2 separate regions of the Pan troglodytes genome follow, and region 2 is linked to region 1. The links are chromatin contacts, called in public Hi-C maps. All regions are on one chromosome and are shown on one strand. The core of a region is the stretch at or near the end of the contact, and the rest is flanking DNA. Distances in the headings are between cores, read along the strand shown.

The links. A called contact is a pair of places that touch in the nucleus more often than the background predicts.
Region 2: a Hi-C map of a lymphoblastoid cell line shows a contact between it and region 1, with 13 times the contacts expected there. The contact joins two enhancer-like sites. A contact is called at or near these places in 5 of 7 Hi-C or Micro-C datasets (blood, induced pluripotent stem cells, a lymphoblastoid cell line and 1 more).

Annotation. Positions count from the first base shown.
Region 1 is chr5:166,126,109-166,131,848 of NHGRI_mPanTro3-v2.0_pri, reverse strand. It overlaps IPCEF1 (interaction protein for cytohesin exchange factors 1), which reads left to right. Exons shown (of 12, transcript XM_009452260.5): 12 at 1-4,457. Among named protein-coding and RNA genes, the nearest start is that of OPRM1, 120 kb to the right of the region's middle. Within about 2 kb of position 2,763, at least 4 of the 24 cell types and tissues checked have an H3K27ac peak or open chromatin away from gene starts, as enhancers often do. A contact at or near this core is called in a lymphoblastoid cell line, where this site is marked.
Region 2 is chr5:166,246,483-166,252,222 of NHGRI_mPanTro3-v2.0_pri, reverse strand. All of the region lies in intron 2 of IPCEF1 (interaction protein for cytohesin exchange factors 1), which reads left to right. Among named protein-coding and RNA genes, the nearest start is that of IPCEF1, 80 kb to the left of the region's middle. Within about 2 kb of position 2,347, at least 3 of the 24 cell types and tissues checked have an H3K27ac peak or open chromatin away from gene starts, as enhancers often do. A contact at or near this core is called in a lymphoblastoid cell line, where this site is marked.

The DNA of each region.
Region 1 (5,740 bases), core at 1,514-4,013:
ATCCCTATACATAGTGTGAATTTATATCCAGATTTCCCAGGATCAATATTGACAAGATGACTTTGGCATCTGAATTGTTTTAATATCTTTACTCAAAAAAACAAAAAAAAAAAAACCCATGGAAGCAACAAAAGAGTTAAACATGATGGATTTATTTTTGTATGTTTATATGTCACTTGTGTGCTATGTGAATAGCTATGTTTGTTATTTAAATATATTTATAGAAGTTCAAATTACTAGTGTTTAAAAGATGATATACTATTATATATTGTGCTTAGTATATATTTGATGAGTCTATACTTTTTGCTTGAGAAAAATAGAAATACTATTGATTCACTGGTGTTATGATGTTGCACTGTGTCTGAGGAATGCTCAGGAAATCTTGTGGGAAAAAAATGGGGCATGCATTCATAATTTTTCGTTTTCTTCCCCACCCCAACCCCCATGAGCTCTTTAATTTAGATTTCTATCTCTTGTAAGTCACTCTTTTAACCAGCAAAGGACTTTCATCTTAGATTATCCTTTCTATTAAATAAACTTTAAGCTTTGTGCCATTTATGCCTGCAAACCTTAGACCAAAGGCAACACAACTAATGTCATCTTTTCATTAAAGACTAATAGAAATTTAGAAATCATTGTGTTAAAGAGAGCTATAGAGAAACAATATGAAAGTCTTCCCTTACTAATCACCATGAATATTTCTCACCATAAGAATAACCACAACCCACCAAGTACCCATGTTGGCCCTGCCTACCCCTAACAAATTGTTCACACAACCTATTTTGTTTTATAGCTTCAAAGTGTGGCTTGACATTCAAATGGAAGGAACCACCTGAATTATATCTGCAAACAAAATGGAAATAGTTGTTGAATAGTTCCCCAAGCTTTACTAAGAAGCCTTAATACTCTGTAAACAAACAAACAAACAAAAAACAACCTTAGCATTAAGAAATAAAAACAAAAAACAAGAAGCAAGTTGTACTGCTAGAAACTTCTCTAAGATAAGAGGCCAGGCCAATCAGTTTGGCCCAGCAAACATGTGGGTACTTCTCCACCTAGGGAAGCCACTGAAGATGAGTTTGACCAGTGGTGACCTGACAGAGGGAACATTCAGATCCTCAGATTGCACCCTGATGCCCTGGTTTAGGAGAGCAGTGCTTTAACCTTTTGGCCCTGGAAATTACTGGTTCTCTCTGTGATTAGCAGATACCAGAAGGGAAATTATTTAGGATTGGCAATGTAAAGAGTATTGAAGGAACGACAAATAACAATAGCAGAAATAACAGTGTGACATAAAGTGCCCTTCCACCTATTTTTCTTTGGTTTGCAACATCAACCTGTAGACTTCCAGTTTTTCTTAAATTGAAGAGCTCCAGACACTTTTGAGCAGGGTTTGTGAATACCTTTGAATGCTTTCCTTTGGCTTTTCCTGAAGACATATTTCCCCAACCTTTCAATTGTAAACTCCTTTAGTACCATTCAAACTTAAAGGCAAAAAAGATCCCTGGGATTACTTAGCCAAGGCTTAAAATTATTTTTCAAAGTCAAGAACATTAGCCTAGAAATTTTTGCTTTGCTAGTTAAAGCTTACTTTGCAGAGCTTCCCAAAGTGAAAGGGAAACTGAACTTCACAATTTTGCACCTGGCTTTCTGGAGCCCCATTGCCTGCTCATTCGTGTTTTTTCTCCTGTAAATTATTTTGCTTTTGACCAGGTTGTGCTAGAAAGTAGGGCTGCTTCTGTGAGTTCTCAGCCTAGGCTGTGGCCACTAAGACGTGGGTGGGGGGATAGACAGGAGTGAGAGGGAGAGTGGGTGACACTTTCCATGACACTTAATGTAGGAAGACATGGGCTTCTCTCTCTTGGCCTCAAGCCACTTTTCTGGTCCAAAGAATATTGGGAAAACTGGATTACTTTCAGTATATTTCTTGAGACCGGGTCATCTCTGAAATGCATTTGGGGTAGTTTCATGGGGTCCAAGGGCCAATTCCTATACCCAGTCCTGCAGTGTCTGTGAGCTGTGGAATGAGAGAGAAAACCATGGCTGCTCAGGAAGGAAGTGGAGAATCTCTCAGCACACGTAGATCCAAATCTGTGGCACCTGCTAAAGATTAGGATTTGGAGAGGACTCCTCTTTGGGGTTGTGAAGAGGACCTTTTCCCTCTGTTGTTAACCTGTAGATCCAGAACGGAGCCTGATGTGATGCCTTCACTGGCTGATATATTGCAAATAGACACTCTGAGCCCTGCATTGCAAGGGCGTCTTTTGCTTTAAAGAATTCTTAGTTTTGCCACAACAGCTCAAATCTCAGAATAGGATCACAGGCCTAGAAAGACTCCTAAAGTATAGGATTACAAAGACTCCAGGAAGCGTAAGAAAGAGATTGTGTTTGGAGTCAGATTTCAATGTGAAACCCATGCCTTATATTTACACAGCACTTTGTAGTTTGCAAATTAATGTGTTTTCAGCCCCCTCCCGCTGCCCCATGCTCTATGTGAGATGATTGTGGATTATTACAGTGAAGTGCCTGGCCCAGAGCCCCCAGTGATGAAGCAGGAACTTGAGTCTCAGGACTCCCAGCGGCTCTCTGCCCATTTCCTCCTCTCCGCCCCCCATCTCGCTTCACCTGTTACCTTGTGAAGTTGCTGTTGGCACATAGCCCACTAGGAAACCAAGAAGTTTGACTGGGAGTGTGTGTTTCATTGCACTGGGCTTAGCATACGGCCGGCCCTGGTGGCTGTTTGGCTAAATTCTCCATTTGAAACCTAAAGGGCCCTCTCTGTGCTTGAGCACAGTCTCCTCCTAATGGTCCTGCCTCAACCTGCTGGTGGGCTGTCTATGGATTGGGGTTTCACCTAATCATGCTGTGTTTCCTTTCTTTTCTTTCTGTACATTAGACTACTTGGGAGGTGCTGTGTGATCCTTGGATGAAAAACATGTATTTAAAGAAATGGAGAGTGTTCATTTTGTTTGCTTTTTGAGGCATGTGCTGTCAGATGTCAGAGACCCAACTTAGTGATTAGAGGTTGGTCCTTTGACCTTCTTCTCTTAATTGCTTTTCATGTAATCATGATAATTTACTCAGGTAGCACTCCAGTCACAAACAATGTCACAGAGATGAAACAGATTCAAAGAAAAAATATTTTTAAGTCTTTTGAAAAGAAGTGCTATTCAAATTTAAGACATGTTTAAATTCATAGGTACATTATCTCTTAGTAAGAAATACTTTTTTTTTTCTTTTTTTAGACAGAGTCTTGCTCTGTTGCCCAGGCTGGAGTGCAGTGGCACGATCTTAGCTCACTGCAACCTCTGCCTCCCTGGTTCAAGTGATTCTCCTGCCTCAGCCTCCCGAGTAGCTGGGACTACGCCCAGCTAATTTTTATATTTTTAGTAGAGACCGGGGTTTACCATGTTGCCCAGGCTCGTTTCAAACTCCTGACCTCAGGTGATCTGCCTGCCTCTGCCTCCCAAAGTGCTGGGATTACAGGTGTGAGCCACCACACCTGGCCGAAAGACAGTATTTTAATATAGCCACATACATGATTTAATGAGTAATGTTAAGTACAGAAAAGCTGCCATATCCACATAGTTTTAGGGGGCATTTCTTCTTCAGTCTAACAAGAATATGATATCCAATTGTGGTTTTCCAATTTATTTCTCTTCCAATTTCTTTTGTATACCTCACAGGAGAAATTGAATCCTAGAACTGGGAGATGACTGCCCTGCCCAGGGTTTTGTAATACATAATTGAAAATAAAAGTCCCTGAAACTAAATGTTTGCAGCCTGTATGAAATGGACTGTGGAAGGGGGATAATTTCTCTCCTCACAGAAAGCCACTCGTCTCCTTGAATGAGGCATTGAGCAGACACACGTTTCTCTGTGTCATGGGGCAGGAAGCAATTCCCTTGCCTCTTCAGCACATCTCAGTTCTTTCCCACATGACCCCAGAACCACATAGAAAACATTGAAAATAATGGATTTTTCATTGAAAAAAGCTTTACATTTCTCTTGCTGTAAGGAGACTTAACTGCTCTGTATTTGAATTTTTTTTTTTTTAACCTTTAGCCCAAAAGGGAAGTGTGCCTCGTGGAAAGAGCAAATGCCGTAAAATAGAAACCAGCAGTTTTAATCGCCATATATTTTAATGTGCTTGCATGATGGGAATGTGACTTTTAGCACTGCATGGTGTTTGGGGGCAAGATATTAATGTGGAAATCTTAGCTTAAGTTTTACTGTGCTCTCATCCTGTGTCAGCTACCCCTCTAAACTGAAAAAGAGGCATGGCTCATTTCTCTCCTGCTTTATGTTTTTGAGGTTGACTTGTAAGATAAAAATAAGAAAAAAAATATATCTAGTCAAATGATATGAAAAAAAGTTGAAATATACTACTGGTGTTCATTTTCTGTCCTGCAGTGTTGCTTTCTCGAAGAAATAAACATGTGGCTGGAAGTGTTTAATGGCTGCGTTTTGATCGTCTACAACAAGGTTACAGTGCCCTCTCGTGGCAGTCATCAAAATCGCTTCTAGACTTGTTTTTATTTTTAAATAAAAGATCTAATTATATTGGAAATCTCTTTCAACAATAACCGATGTGGTCTTTTCCAGTGGTTCTCAAGTTACAGGTTTATTAATACAATAATATTTAGATTTTTCAAAAATTGCCATTGGACCACTAAATTTGACTTGCACCTTGTATTAGTTATTATTTCTAGGCACCCACATTTTGTTTAAAGAATTTTTAAAATTTGCATATTATAAAAGTTACAAAATGTGGTACACAAGCTGCTTAAAACATATGAGATATTTATTTGAAAATGAACAAAGAAAATAATGAAATAGCCTAATAAATTGCCTTTCTTTGGATCCACTGATCAGAGGGAATCAGCCTGCATTTGAACTGATTCATGCTCCTTGACTGCTGTCTACACACACAGTTTTCTTTTTGTTCCTGACTCTCTCCCAAGTCTCACCTCACAAGCCAAGCTCCACCTTCTGTCTTCTTTGTCCTGCCACCACCAAATATTTCTAGGCTCCTACATGGAAGCAGTAAAAATTATTTTAGACCAAAGGGATTAGTAAAAGGTATAGGCACCATGCGTTTCCTGATTTCTGGAACAATCTCATATTATTTCCTATTCCTGATATAACAAATTACCACAAATAGAGCAGCTTCAACAAATTTGTGAACTCACAGTTCGAGGAAGGTTGCACTCCTTGTGGAGGCTCTGGGGGAGAATCCATTTCTTTGCCCACTCCCTGGGCTACAGGTGCCCCACTTCGCTTGTCTCTGAGCTTCTTCCTCCAGCTTCAGTGTCAGCAACTTGCACCTGGTGCCTTCCTTCTCTCCTCGCCTCCTCCTGGGGCTTTTCTTTTTTTTTTTTTTTTTTTTTTTTTGAGATAGAGTTTCACTCTGTCGCCCAGGCTGGAGTGCAGTGGCGTGATCTTGGCTCACTGCAACCTCCGCCTCCCGGGTTCAAGTGATTGTCCTGCCTCAGCCTCCTGAGTAGCTGGGATTACAGGCACCCGCCATTACTCCTGGCTAATTTTTCGTATTTTCAGTAGAGACGGGACTTCGCCGTGTTGGGCAGGCTGCTCCTGAACACCTGACCTCAGGAGATCTGCCCGCCTCGGCCTCCCAAAGTGCCGGGATTACAGGCGTAAGCCACCGGTCCTGGCCGGGGCTCTTTTAAGCAACCTTGTGATTACAACAGGCTCACCTGGATAATCCAGGTGAATCTAT
Region 2 (5,740 bases), core at 1,098-3,597, 120 kb before region 1:
ATGTTATATGTATGGCACATATCTCTTCTCATTCATTTGCTTGTTTTCTCAGTCCCTAAGGTTGTCTTTTGATGAATGGGAATTCTTAATTCTAATGTGTTTCAACTTACAGCTTTTCCTTTATGGTTAGAACCAGTGGGGGAAATGACAGTATTTTCAATAGATGATACTGAGGTAATTGGCTATTAATTTAAAAGATGAAACTTGACCCCTATTTGAAACCATAATAGAAAATCAATTGCAAGTAAATTGTAGATCTAATAAGGAAGACAAGACAATAAAATTCGTAGAAGGAAAAGTAGGACGATATCCTTATGACCACAGAATAATGAAGATAACGAACGGCAAAGGAAAAGCACTAGCCAGAGTCATCTTCACAATATTGAGTCTTCCAATGAATGAACACACGACATCTTTCCATTTATTTATACCTTTTTAAAGTTTCTTTCAAAAATTGATTTCTTCATTGAAGTCTTATACATCTTTTATTAGATTCATTCTAACATATTTGAATTTTTATGATATTGCTATCTTCTTAGAAATTTTACTTTCAAACTGTTGGTGGCTGGTAGAAATGTTATTGATTTTAATATATTGGCTTTGTAGCTAGCAACCTTCTTATGCCCACTTTTTTTTTTTTATTTTGAGACAGGGTCTGGCTCTGTCTATGATTTTTTTGCAGTGGCACAATCTCAACTCAGTGCAACCTCTATCCCCCAGGTTCAAGGGATCCTCTCACCCCAGCCTCCCAAGTAGCTGGGACCACAGGTGCACACCACCATGACCAGCGTTTTTTTGTGTGTTTTTTTTTTTTTTGGTATTTTTGCTAGAGACAGGGTTTCACCATGTTGCCCAGGCTGGTCTGAAACTCCTGAGCTCCAGCAATCCACCACCATAGCCTCCCAAAGTGCTGGGATTACAGGCATAAGCCACCATGCCTGGCCCACTTTTTAATTGTAATTATTAATGTGTAGATTCTTTCTGCATGTAAAACTATATCATTTGAAAATACTGACAATCTTGATTTTTTACCTTTTAATCATATATATATATATTTTTTACCATTGTTTTCCAGTACTTTTGAGACAATGTTGTTAAGTGATAATGAGAATCTTGGGCTTATTCCTAATATCAAAGGAAAAGGTTTCAACATGTCACCATCAAGCATGTGATGTAGGAATAAGGACCTTCTTACTTATTGAAAACAGTGGAGTAAGGACCTTTTTGTTTTGACCATGACAGGAATTTGGAGAGGGGTTGACTTGGCTTGGCAGTTCATCTTTGACCCATGTGACTTTAGCTGGGGTGGCTAGGATCAGAGGCTCTCTACTTTCAAGATCACTTTTGCATCCATACGTCTGGAGCCTTGGCGTCTTTTGGATTCCCATTCTCTACTTGGCGTCTCATTCTCCCGGACCTGTCCACAGGGCTCGGCTCTTTGTAGCACAGCAGTGTCAGGAGACCTGGACCTGGTGAATGTCAGTCTGGCTTCTGCTAGAGCACATGTTCCTCTTTCAGATGTAAAATCCCATGAAGTGGTGCCTGTGAGGTCATAGAAATTGCAATTAAACATATCTGTTAAATTAAAAATCAATTTCCAATCTAAACTTTTTTTCTATGCAGGAGTTTAAAAATAATAATTTCAACGTTTGTCATAGCTGAATTTTAGTACTATGGAGTAAAGAAAAAAATAGGTGATTCCTTCTATTTTGTGATAACAAAGTTTTCCTTTTGAGGTTAAATGAAGGTATCTAGGGCAGGAGGGAGAGAGGAAGGTGCATGTGTGCATGGAAGATGAGGAGGTGGGCGCGGTATCCAGTGTAGGTGAGGTACAAGTGGGAAAGTGAGCATGTAAAGACGAGAGTGGGTGGACCACAGGAAGCTGGGCGGACCACAGGAAGCTGGCTGGAAAAAAAAAGTCTTTGGCTTTACCTAGTTAAAAGCAAGAAAAAAGCAACCCAAAGACAAGCGGAAAATCTCACAGGCAAAGTCTATAAAGGAATGGAAACAAAAAAATAAGCCCACATGTGTTCAGGGAAAGGTGAAGTAAAGTGGCTGGCCAGCTGCAGTCTGCTGTGTAATTTTTGTATTACTTCGCAGTAATGTATACAGTAAGATAGTCTAATGAACAACAACAACAACCAATAAAAGAGCCAATGCTTCCTGGAAAAACAAATAGAACATTTTCTTTTTGAAAACTTAGATTTCTGAGTTTATGATTCTAGTGGTTTAAAAAAATGCGCTATTGAAATTGAAAGAATGTCAAATTAGGGAGTTGGACGATTTAATCTTTGGTCTTAAGCTGAATATTGTACTTAGGTGTTCTTCCACTAGGTGTCTCTTTGCATACATGTTATGATTTCAGAGAAAGCGAATCTATTCCTGACGGCATTCGCTTATGTGGATTGTGTCAACAAATATCTCCATTTGGGATGGGGGGTATTTAAGAATGACTTTAATTTAACAGTTCTTCCTAAAGAATAAATAGGTGTGTTTTAGTGACATCTCTCATTCTTGCTTTAGATGTTTTGGAGACACTAACCCAGATTTTTCAGCAGATGCAAAATTGAGGTCCTTGTGCCTGTGTGGTTTCCAGCATGATATGGTTTAAGCCTTCAATTCATAGCCTGCCCATGTGGGATTCTGACCAGGACGTGAGCCCTTCATAGTTTCTGAATGAAGCCTCACCTAGGATGCGCAATTCCCAAACAAGCTGCGTGCAGCTCGTCAGTGTCTCTTTCTGAGAGCTGTATTGCCTGCTGATCAGACCCTTCCAGACCACACAGTGGCAGCTGATCTGTGATCCCACGAGTAGCCCTTTGGCAGCCACATTATCACTGCTCGTCACCGTAGGTCCCTCTGAATTGTCTAAATTTAGTAAATAGCTTACTCATTCTAACTTGTCCTAAAGTTGAGGCAGGGCCAATATAAGTCAACAGATATTTGTTAGGTGCCTACTGCATGTCTTGCCCTGAGTGTCTGTAAGAATTATTAGACTCATTCATTCTCTAAGAATGTAATGAGATCTACTGTTTGCAAAAAGAAAATAAAAGCCTGCTTCTAAGGAGAATTTGAAAAGGCAAAGATTATTGAGACAGCACTGCTGATGACCATAGGGCCCTGGACCTGGAGTCTGAAAATCTGAATTCAAATTTGGCTTTAACTTGCTACCTATGTAAACTAGTTAGTTCACCCACTCTGTATATTCGTTTTTTCACGTGTTAAAGTATAAGTTACTTTACAACCTTGCTGTGAAGACTGAAAACAGTTTGCAACAGTTCTGCCAAATATCATTATAAGAGCCTCCAAGAGAAGTCACTCTATTCTGGGCAAAGCAGCCCTCACCATGATTATATACAGTAGTTTATCTCCTTATGGTCTCTCTTGTCTGATAACCCTTGGGCATGACCTTTGCAAAATTACAAGGCCCCTAAAATGATCTTTTCTTTTATTTCCTCCTTCCCTCCCTCCTTCCCTCCCTCTTTTCTTTTCTTTTTTTTTCTTTCTTCCTCCCTCCCTCCCACCTTTTCTCTGTCTTTCTTTCCTTTTCTCTCTCTCTCTCTTTCTTTCTTTTCTTCTGAGATGGAATCTCTCTCTGTTGCCCAGGCTGGAGTGCAGTGGCACAATCTCGGCTCACTGCAACCTCCACCTCCCAGGTTCAAGCGATTCTCCTGCTTCAGCCTCCCGGGTAGCTGGGATTACAGGCACCTGCCACCATGGCCAGCTAAATTTTTTTGGTATTTTTAGTAGAGATGGGGTTTCACCATGTTGGTCAGGCTGGTTTTGAACTCCTGACCTCAAGTGATCCACCCGCCTCGGCCTCCCAAAGTGCTAGGATTACAGGCGTGAGTCACCGTGCCCGGCCCCTAAAATGATATTTCTTAAGGAAAAATCTAGCCAGACAAAAGGGGTTTTGGCTCCAACTCTAGAGCAATGGGTGCAAGCGGCTGACAGCTTTTATAATCATTTTTTTTTCTTGGCTGCCTTCTAGCCAGTGAATGTCCAGTTGCAGAGTCCTCTGCTGTATGGGGTATAGCTGCTCACTTTGGTGTAAAGGGCACTGAATGGAATAATGTTTGGCAAAGCAGAAATAAAGTGACTGGCTGCCTCAGAGCCATGTACACTGTCTGAATTTCACCAAGTAGAAAAACATTTCATCTTCTGCAGACAGAAAATGTAATTATTATTCATGTGGAGAAATGGAGAGATGCAAATTGCAGAAAGGTAAGGGCCATCACTTGCTATTCCTATCTGGCTCATTCTAGAGCACTGTATCAGCTCTTGCCCCACCGGCTGGAGTGAAGCAAACTAGGAATTGGGGATGTTATTTGGGGGATACCCGAGTTGGGACCTGGAAGGAACCAAGCTGTGCTCATGGAACAGACAGTAGTAGATTGCAGTGGGCCTCATAATTGATACCTTGTCTAGGAGCTACCAGTGTTACCTGTGTCCTCATTAGGGAGCTGGCGCCCTTTTTCTCATATGATGTAGCAGCTTGAGGACAGTACAAACTTTTGAGGTGGCTCCTGCAGTTTCAGTCACAATCCCTTAGAATCACACTTCAGCATACAGCTAGCTTGGATCTTAGAGTAACTGGCTCCTAGAAGTTCCTTGGATCTGGAGCTGGCGTAGGAGAGGCAGGTGTGATGGTGTGTTTTGTCTGCATTGGTAAAACTGAACAAGAGCTGCCACTAGGGTGTGTGTGTTTATGTGTCTTTGAGGGGTAGGTGAAAATATGCATTGTAGGACCCCTGCCTATATAAATCATTGGAATCATTGAACATCTATCCCTGTTTTGGAGAACCAGTGACAACAACTACTCTCCAGGCAGGTGTCATGGAACTTAAGACAACCACAGAACAAACCCAACTCTGTAGAAACAAGTCCCAGTGCTTTTCAGGGCGTCTGGTCTACCCCATGTTCTGGTAAAGGGAACCTTGATTGGGCGCAACCAACACAGGGTGCATGTGGGCCAGGGCTGAGCTCTGGGTGTTCTGAGGAGGATTGGCCAGGGTGTGGCCCACGGCAGGTCTCTGCTTGCCCCAGTCTAATGGCCCCTGCAGGTACAGACCACATTTTAGAAGTTTCAGGTTCAGGAATCCCACAGAAGGACAAGAGACCCCTGTAGTTCAGCAACTCAGGGGAGCTTTGTACCTCCAAGAGGGGCATGGCCAATAGCCATTGGCATTTGGTAGGCCCTTCCAGGATGTAAAAGAGGCAAATCGTTTGAGATCTCTTGCAGTTTTCCACCTGTTTGTTACTATGGTAAAATGGTCCACTGGGAGGAAAGATTGACATTATTGGCTGAAAGAAAGTCTTTTATCTCCCTTAGCTTTGTGGATTTTGTGTGTCTGAGCCTTGATTGTCAGGGCTGACAGCTTATGTGGGAATTTGTGAGGGGAAAGCAGGGAAGAGGCCTGCCAGTCTCCACAGATGATGGATTGCAGTATTTTTATGGTGTCAAAAATAAAGTAATTTTAAGCATCATAGTTTCTCTGTTTGAAAAAAGCTGTGGTTCTTAAAACCATCTGTCAATTCATCATCAAAGTGGAGAGAAGGCAGGAAAGAAATGCAACGAAATGAGTGGAAAAGACAACAATAAAAAAGGGAAGATAAACGAAAGAGAAAGAATGAGAATATTCTATAGCAAGTAGAAAATGGATTGGAATCAGAATGACACTTTGAGCTTAAGTTAAAAAAAAAAAAGCAGTCAGGCACGGTGGCTCATGCCTGTAATCCC